Linked DNA regions of Mus musculus: region 1 is linked to region 2. The links are chromatin contacts, called in public Hi-C maps. All regions are on one chromosome and are shown on one strand. Each heading gives the region's core, a stretch centred on a gene start, on an enhancer-like site or on the middle of the called end of the contact. The rest is flanking DNA. Distances are from core to core; before and after follow the strand shown.

Evidence for each region. Hi-C and Micro-C count contacts between places; a contact is called where the count stands out from the background.
Region 1: a contact with region 2 is called in a Hi-C map of CD8 T cells, with 2.5 times the contacts expected there. The contact joins two enhancer-like sites. A contact is called at or near these places in 1 of 39 promoter capture datasets (neural stem cells), 5 of 15 datasets of contacts at CTCF or cohesin (the G1E-ER4 cell line, embryonic stem cells, large pre-B cells and 2 more), 160 of 484 Hi-C or Micro-C datasets (the 63-12 cell line, 8-cell embryo, the AML12 cell line and 83 more), 21 of 115 datasets of contacts at active chromatin or transcription factors (SST interneurons, astrocytes, a beta-TC-6 cell line and 9 more) and 1 of 9 other capture datasets (embryonic stem cells).

What each region holds. Positions count from the first base shown.
Region 1 is chr19:57,647,093-57,650,200 of GRCm38.p6, forward strand. The region is part of intron 5 of Atrnl1 (attractin like 1); the gene reads left to right. Among named protein-coding and RNA genes, the nearest start is that of Atrnl1, 38 kb to the left of the region's middle. Within about 2 kb of position 1,694, at least 30 of the 459 cell types and tissues checked have an H3K27ac peak or open chromatin away from gene starts, as enhancers often do. A contact at or near this core is called in CD4 single positive thymocytes, CD8 T cells and regulatory T cells, where this site is marked.
Region 2 is chr19:57,476,016-57,478,888 of GRCm38.p6, forward strand. The region is part of intron 4 of Trub1 (TruB pseudouridine (psi) synthase family member 1); the gene reads left to right. Among named protein-coding and RNA genes, the nearest start is that of Trub1, 25 kb to the left of the region's middle. Within about 2 kb of position 1,441, at least 13 of the 459 cell types and tissues checked have an H3K27ac peak or open chromatin away from gene starts, as enhancers often do. A contact at or near this core is called in CD4 single positive thymocytes, CD8 T cells and regulatory T cells, where this site is marked.

The DNA.
Region 1 (3,108 bases), core at 444-2,943, 170 kb after region 2:
AAATGAAGGCACATAATCTTTGAGTTATTATAAGTTTAATTCTGGATGGTTATAATGAAATAAATGTTGCAATATAGTGAATCATGTGTATTTTTCCTAGGTTCCCAGAGCACAGTGTGATTATATGTTTATACAATACTGTATACGTGTACAATTATAATTTTAAATGTACAATGAAACTATTATAAAAATGTACAATCATAATTAAAAACATTTTACTGCTCCAAAGTGGTAACAGTCACTTGTGATGTTACTGAGCCTCCTTTGCTGGGGGAGGGTCTTGCCTCAGTTTTATGGCTACCAGTGGTTACTGGTAATGGCTGCAATTGCCGTGGGAGGTCAGATTGCAGATCAATAGGGTTGGTGTGATCCACTGCATCTTACCCGAGAAGAACTTTTCAACACCGGTGTCTACCCTCTCAAGCCTCTTCCCTAACCAAGCAATATTCTAAGTCTTATCCTCAAGTGTCCACATCGTCGTCAGCAGCAGACTCTGTACTCGCAACCCAGTTTTTGTCATCACAAGGAGTAGCTCTTGTTTCAGTTCTCTCTCCGTGCTTTGCTTCTGGTCCCTTTGCTGTGCCCACCCGATCAACAGTCACTTTTACTGTGGCAGAGTCACTTAAAAGCACTCACGGGATTGATACCTCCCTTAGATTCCTTTGAATGCTGGTATTTTGACCTTCCATAATCTCTGATTCTCTTACTGCATCAGAGTGGCGACGTTTCCAGCTCGGCCAGTGCCATCATCAGCGCTGGACTGCTTGTTGCCATCCAAATGAGCCCTGGCGGGTCACTCTGTGGAGCTATCTCTGCTCCGGCCCCCACACGCCCCCTCCCACACACTCTTTGTAAACCAGCCTCTGCCAGCCCCACAGTCGTCTCCTCTCCTTACCTTTCTCAGCTTTCAGAGAATTGAACAGAGTGAAGGTTTACTGAGGTCCGCACTCAGCCGCTGGGTTGGGTTTTGTTTAAAGTGATGTTTGAGTGGTTTGCTCTCCCACTGAAAGCCCCAAACCTGGCTGTTAGCAGTAAGGGCAGTCACCTCACCATTTGTTCTCTGGGGGGAGCACTTCCATCTCCTGTAAATGGCGGTTGACAGAAGAGGGCAGCCAGCGTGCACTTTTGATTTAACTGAAAGGAGCGGCACCTCCCCATTCATCTTGACATTTAGAAACCAGTGTAGTCACCAGCGGCTTAATTCCAATTCTGCTTTGTCTTCGGTAATAAGGAGAGGGAGAGAATAGGGGATGGCCAGGCCAGTTCCTGAAGCAGTCAGAACACACACACTTATCTTGGGTTTATTGCTTTATGTAGCTGTGGTTGGTGGTGACCTCAAGTGACTTAAATAGTAACGTGATTATAGGTTGTCACGACATGTGATTCTAATGGCAGATCTTGGATAGCGAGAAACACACAGGATACACACAGTTCTCTAAAGAAGCAGATGCTGGCCTGGTTCAGCCAGTGTTGATGTAGGACTCAGCCTGTACACATGTATCTGTAAGTGCAGCATCAGGCAGTACAGCGACAGGAAGTGTAGTGCAGCGACAGGAAGTGCAGTACAGTGACAGGAAGTGCAGCGCAGCAACAAGTGCATGACAGGAAGTGCAGCGACAGGAAGTGCAGCACAGTGACAGGAAGTACAGCAACAGGAAGTGCAGTGACAAGTGCATGACAGAGTGAAGTGACAGGAAGTGCAGTGACAGGAAGTGCAGCACAGTGACAGGAAGTACAGTAACAGGAAGTGCAGTGTAGTGACAAGTACGTGACAGGAAGTACAGCGACAGGAAGTGCAGTGCAGTGACAAGTGCGTGACAGGAAGTGCAGCACAGTGACAGGAAGTGCAGCAACAGAAAGTGCAGTGCAGTGACAAAGTGCAGTGCTGCAAAAAGTTCATGGCAGGAAGTGCAGTGGCAGAAAGCATAGCACAGCACAAGGAAGTGCAGTACAGGGCCAGGAAGTGCAGGACAGTGACAGGAAGTACAACAGGAAGCATCAGTACAGTGACAGGAAATATAGTATAGCAACAGGAAGTGCAGTGCAGTGTGACACTGGGTGTTGTGACAGTGCGTTCCTCTGTTACCGGGTTTTCTGTTACCGGGTTTCAGAGACACTGATCACCCCGTCTATATCTTATGGATGAGGACACCTAATCAGTCACATGAGTCTGGATAAGAGACAGTTGTTGCTCCAGTTTTATGCTATTGGACGTCATTCTAAACTAATAATTGTTATTACTTTATGAAATTTTTATACGTTTTTTTTTTTTTTTTTTTTTTGGTTTTTGGTTTTTCAAGACAGGGTTTCTCTGTATAGCCCTGGCTGTCCTGGAACTCACTCTGTAGACCAGGCTGGCCTTGAACTCAGAAATCCACCTGCCTCTGCCTCCCGAGTGCTGGGATTAAAGGTGTGAGCCACCATGCCCATCTCGAAATTTTTAGTTTCTAAACATTATTATTATTATTATTATTATTATTATTATTAATTTTCTGATATGCGAGGCTACCTACTGAAGCCAGTTTGGTCCTTAATAATGTGATCCTTATTATCACATTTGTTTAATAGCGTGTAATTTATAAATGTCTTTTATATACTTTTTGCGAAATACTAAAAACTTTTAATAGCATTTGTGAATACTTTTATTTCCTCTTTATGTATGAAAGCTTGATGCTGGGCAAGGTAAACAGATTTGTCTAAGGTCACATCGTAATAGACCGAACTCGGATTTGAGGATGTTGTTTTCCACTTTAATATTATAGAAGCACACTAAAGTGTAAATAGGACATTTCGTGGTATTTAACAAGTTATGAATATATTATGATATTCATTAGAACATGCTAAAATCTGATTATATTTTCCTTGTTAAGGATTAATTTGCAAGTTATATGTCAGTCTTTTTTTCATGAGGGAAGGTTTTGGGCTGGGGTCTCACTATGTACCTGAGTTGTTAATTTGCCCATGACCTTTTGGTCTTCTTCCCTCAGCCTTTTGCCTGATGGTTTTAGAGGTGTGCTCTACGTTGTACGGTCAGACTATTGCTTGTATTGCATTTTTAATACAATGAACATTAGATTCTCTTCATCTGTGTGATCTGCTTCGGTAATG
Region 2 (2,873 bases), core at 191-2,690:
CACATGTCTACACTCCACGTTTGGGCCTCCGGTCCCCTGGGACTGGAGTTATAGGCCATTGTGAGCCACTGTGTGGGTCCTGGGAAACAAACCCTGGTCTTCTGCTACAGCAGCCAGTGCTTGTGGCCACTGAGCATCTCTCTGGCCTGCACATGCTTGTCTGGTTTTGCTGGGTGTTGGATCCAGGGCCTCATACATGGTGGCAGGGGCTGTATATCACTGAACACCGGAACTAGGCCTCTTCTGTTAATAGGCATGTGGGCTGTTCTCGGTTTGGAATTTCACAAAACAAAACTGCACTTTGAGGTGTTCATTCCTCTTGTGTTCAGACTCTTGGAGCTGCCAGGTCCCAGGGTGCACGGGTGCTTAACTGAACTGGAAATGGTAAAATGGTTTTCCAAAGTTGTGTTTCCGCCACACTGTGCAAGTTCCACTTGGACGGTGCCCTGCCATGTCCACAGTGTTATCAGCGTCATGCATTCCATCGAGGGGGCAGCAATCCACTGACCCCATGGTGGTTTTGGCAGGGATGGGCAGGACAGTGCCCTAGCAATCTGTACCTACAGCGTGGGTGTGCCACCCGCTACCTTCTCTGGGGAGTTGTCTCACTGATGTGTTTGAGTAAAGAGCTCACACCCACCTGCATTTACACATGCACCCACACTCGAGAGCACACACTACACCTGCACACATACATACACACACGCACATATATAGTACACACACACACAGCATACACACACACATGCATGCACACACATGCATACACACACGCACATACACAGGCGCACACACACACAGTACACACAACACACATACACAAGAATGCAGTTTTTTTAAGCAAGCAAATGTTTTTCTGTGTTGTAGGATTTTTCCTGCTTTGCTCTCACACACACACGTCCGGCCCGTCATTCTCCTTAGGGGATATGCTGTGCTCTTCCTCCATGGTTCTGCGTGTCACAGATCAAGCTCTTCAGTGGGTGTGGGCTTGTCTGTAATCTGCTTTGTCAGCTCAGCAAGCTGGTCCCTCCTTGTCTCAGCACCAAAGGATCCGCTATCTTAGAGGAAAAATAGATCTGCCCACCTTGCTTATTGCAGGCCCCCCTTTAAAAATGGCTATTTTATTGAAAGAAGTCACCTTTTTTCTTTTGCCGAAATTTGATGTGCTTTTAAATCATGAACAGAAAGTGAATTTGCTGTCATCCTTTTATCTGTTTCCTGCTTTTATACCCCATGCTCTGTCTGATGACTGGAACATTGAGCCATAGGTTGTTAGTTCTCTGACTTACTGCTCTTTTTTTTCTTTGCATTTCTTTACGAATTTTGAGTAGGCCCTCCCCCCTCTCTCTCCTCCTCTCTCTCTCTCCCTCTCTGCCTCTGTGTTTCACGCTCCCACTCCTGTCTCTGTCTCTCCCTTCCTCTCTATCCTCCCCCACCCCCCACCCTGCACCTCATTCTTCACCTCACACACGCAGACCGGATGTGCGTGTCTGTGCTTGCTGAGATTTCTACATTTAGTTGATCCTGTTTATCAGTTTGTAGAGTCTCCCAACCCACGAAACAAGATTAGCGCTCTCTTCCTCAGTGTAGGTCGTCAGTTTGGGCAGCTGTACTTCCTAGATTTCAGTGTGTTCCTTCATGTCTTAGGTATATGAAATTGTTGTGTGTTTCAGATTTTGTTGTTCTTGGGAACAGGGTCAGATTCTAACTTCTGATTATTCATTGCTGCTATATCGAAATGGAGTTGACTATATATTAGTCTTTTCATCGTTCAACCTTGTTTAACTCATCTGTACAAATCGCTTTTGACTTAGATTCTTAGGATGAGTCTAGACAGTTTGTCAGACCTATGCTAGTGGCTACCAGCTTTTTTAGAGTCTATGCTGAGTGTCTAAGGTGTTCAGCAGTTCCTTCTGTGTGCTTGAAATTCAGTCCTTTGGAAAACTTTCAACAGTGGTCGGGTTTTTGATGTTATAAATATTCACTATATGTATGTATAGCTTAGAACTCGGCCAGGTCTCAGAAATCCTACCACGTCTCTCTCTGTGTACTTGCCTCAAATCCTGGCTCTCCCTGACTCCCCACCCACTGACCTGGCCAGGGAAATCCCGATCCTTACCTGGCAGAAGCACATTTTAAGGTTCTGGCCCCTTTCTTCTCTCAGAGACCACACTCCTGCCAGACTGAATGGCCGGAAACGGTGGTTGACGGATGCTTTGCCGGCTTAGCGGCTGCTCTGTCGCAGGATGGCTTAGTGTGGTACAAAGTTGTACTCAGCCCGGTCGTTCTGCTTTTAGCTCTGTTGTTCAGGTATCAACCACTGTGCTGCGTGCACAGAAGGATGGATGCGTGGTAAGCAGAGATTGTATAGCTTGTTCATGTATATGTTAGTTTCATGGGGATAAAGAGTGTGTATGTGTGTGGTGTCTGGTGTGTGTGTGTGTGTGTGTGTGTGTGTGATGTGTGTGGTTCGTGTGCGTGTGTGTGTGTGTGTGTGTGTGTGTGTGTGTGTGTGATGTGTGTGGTGTGTGCATCTGTGTGTGTGTGGAATGTGCATATGTGTGTGTGTGTGTGTGTGTGATGTGTGTGGTGTGTGCATCTGTGTGTGTGTGGAATGTGCATGTATGTATGTCTGTGTGTGTTTGTGTAGGTGCAGATATCAGTGCTGGGGATTGAACTCAGGACTTTTTTTTTTTTTTTTTTTTTGTTAGGCAATTGCTTTACCACGGGGCTACAACCTAAGCCTAGAGAATTACTTTTTAAAATGCAGCTCAAATGAATGCTTTCACACCGATGGCTCTTTATTTATTGAGCAAAGTGTGAGACCCCCAGAGCCCCCTGCACTTGAGCTACGCCTCTCTTCTCTGAGTTCC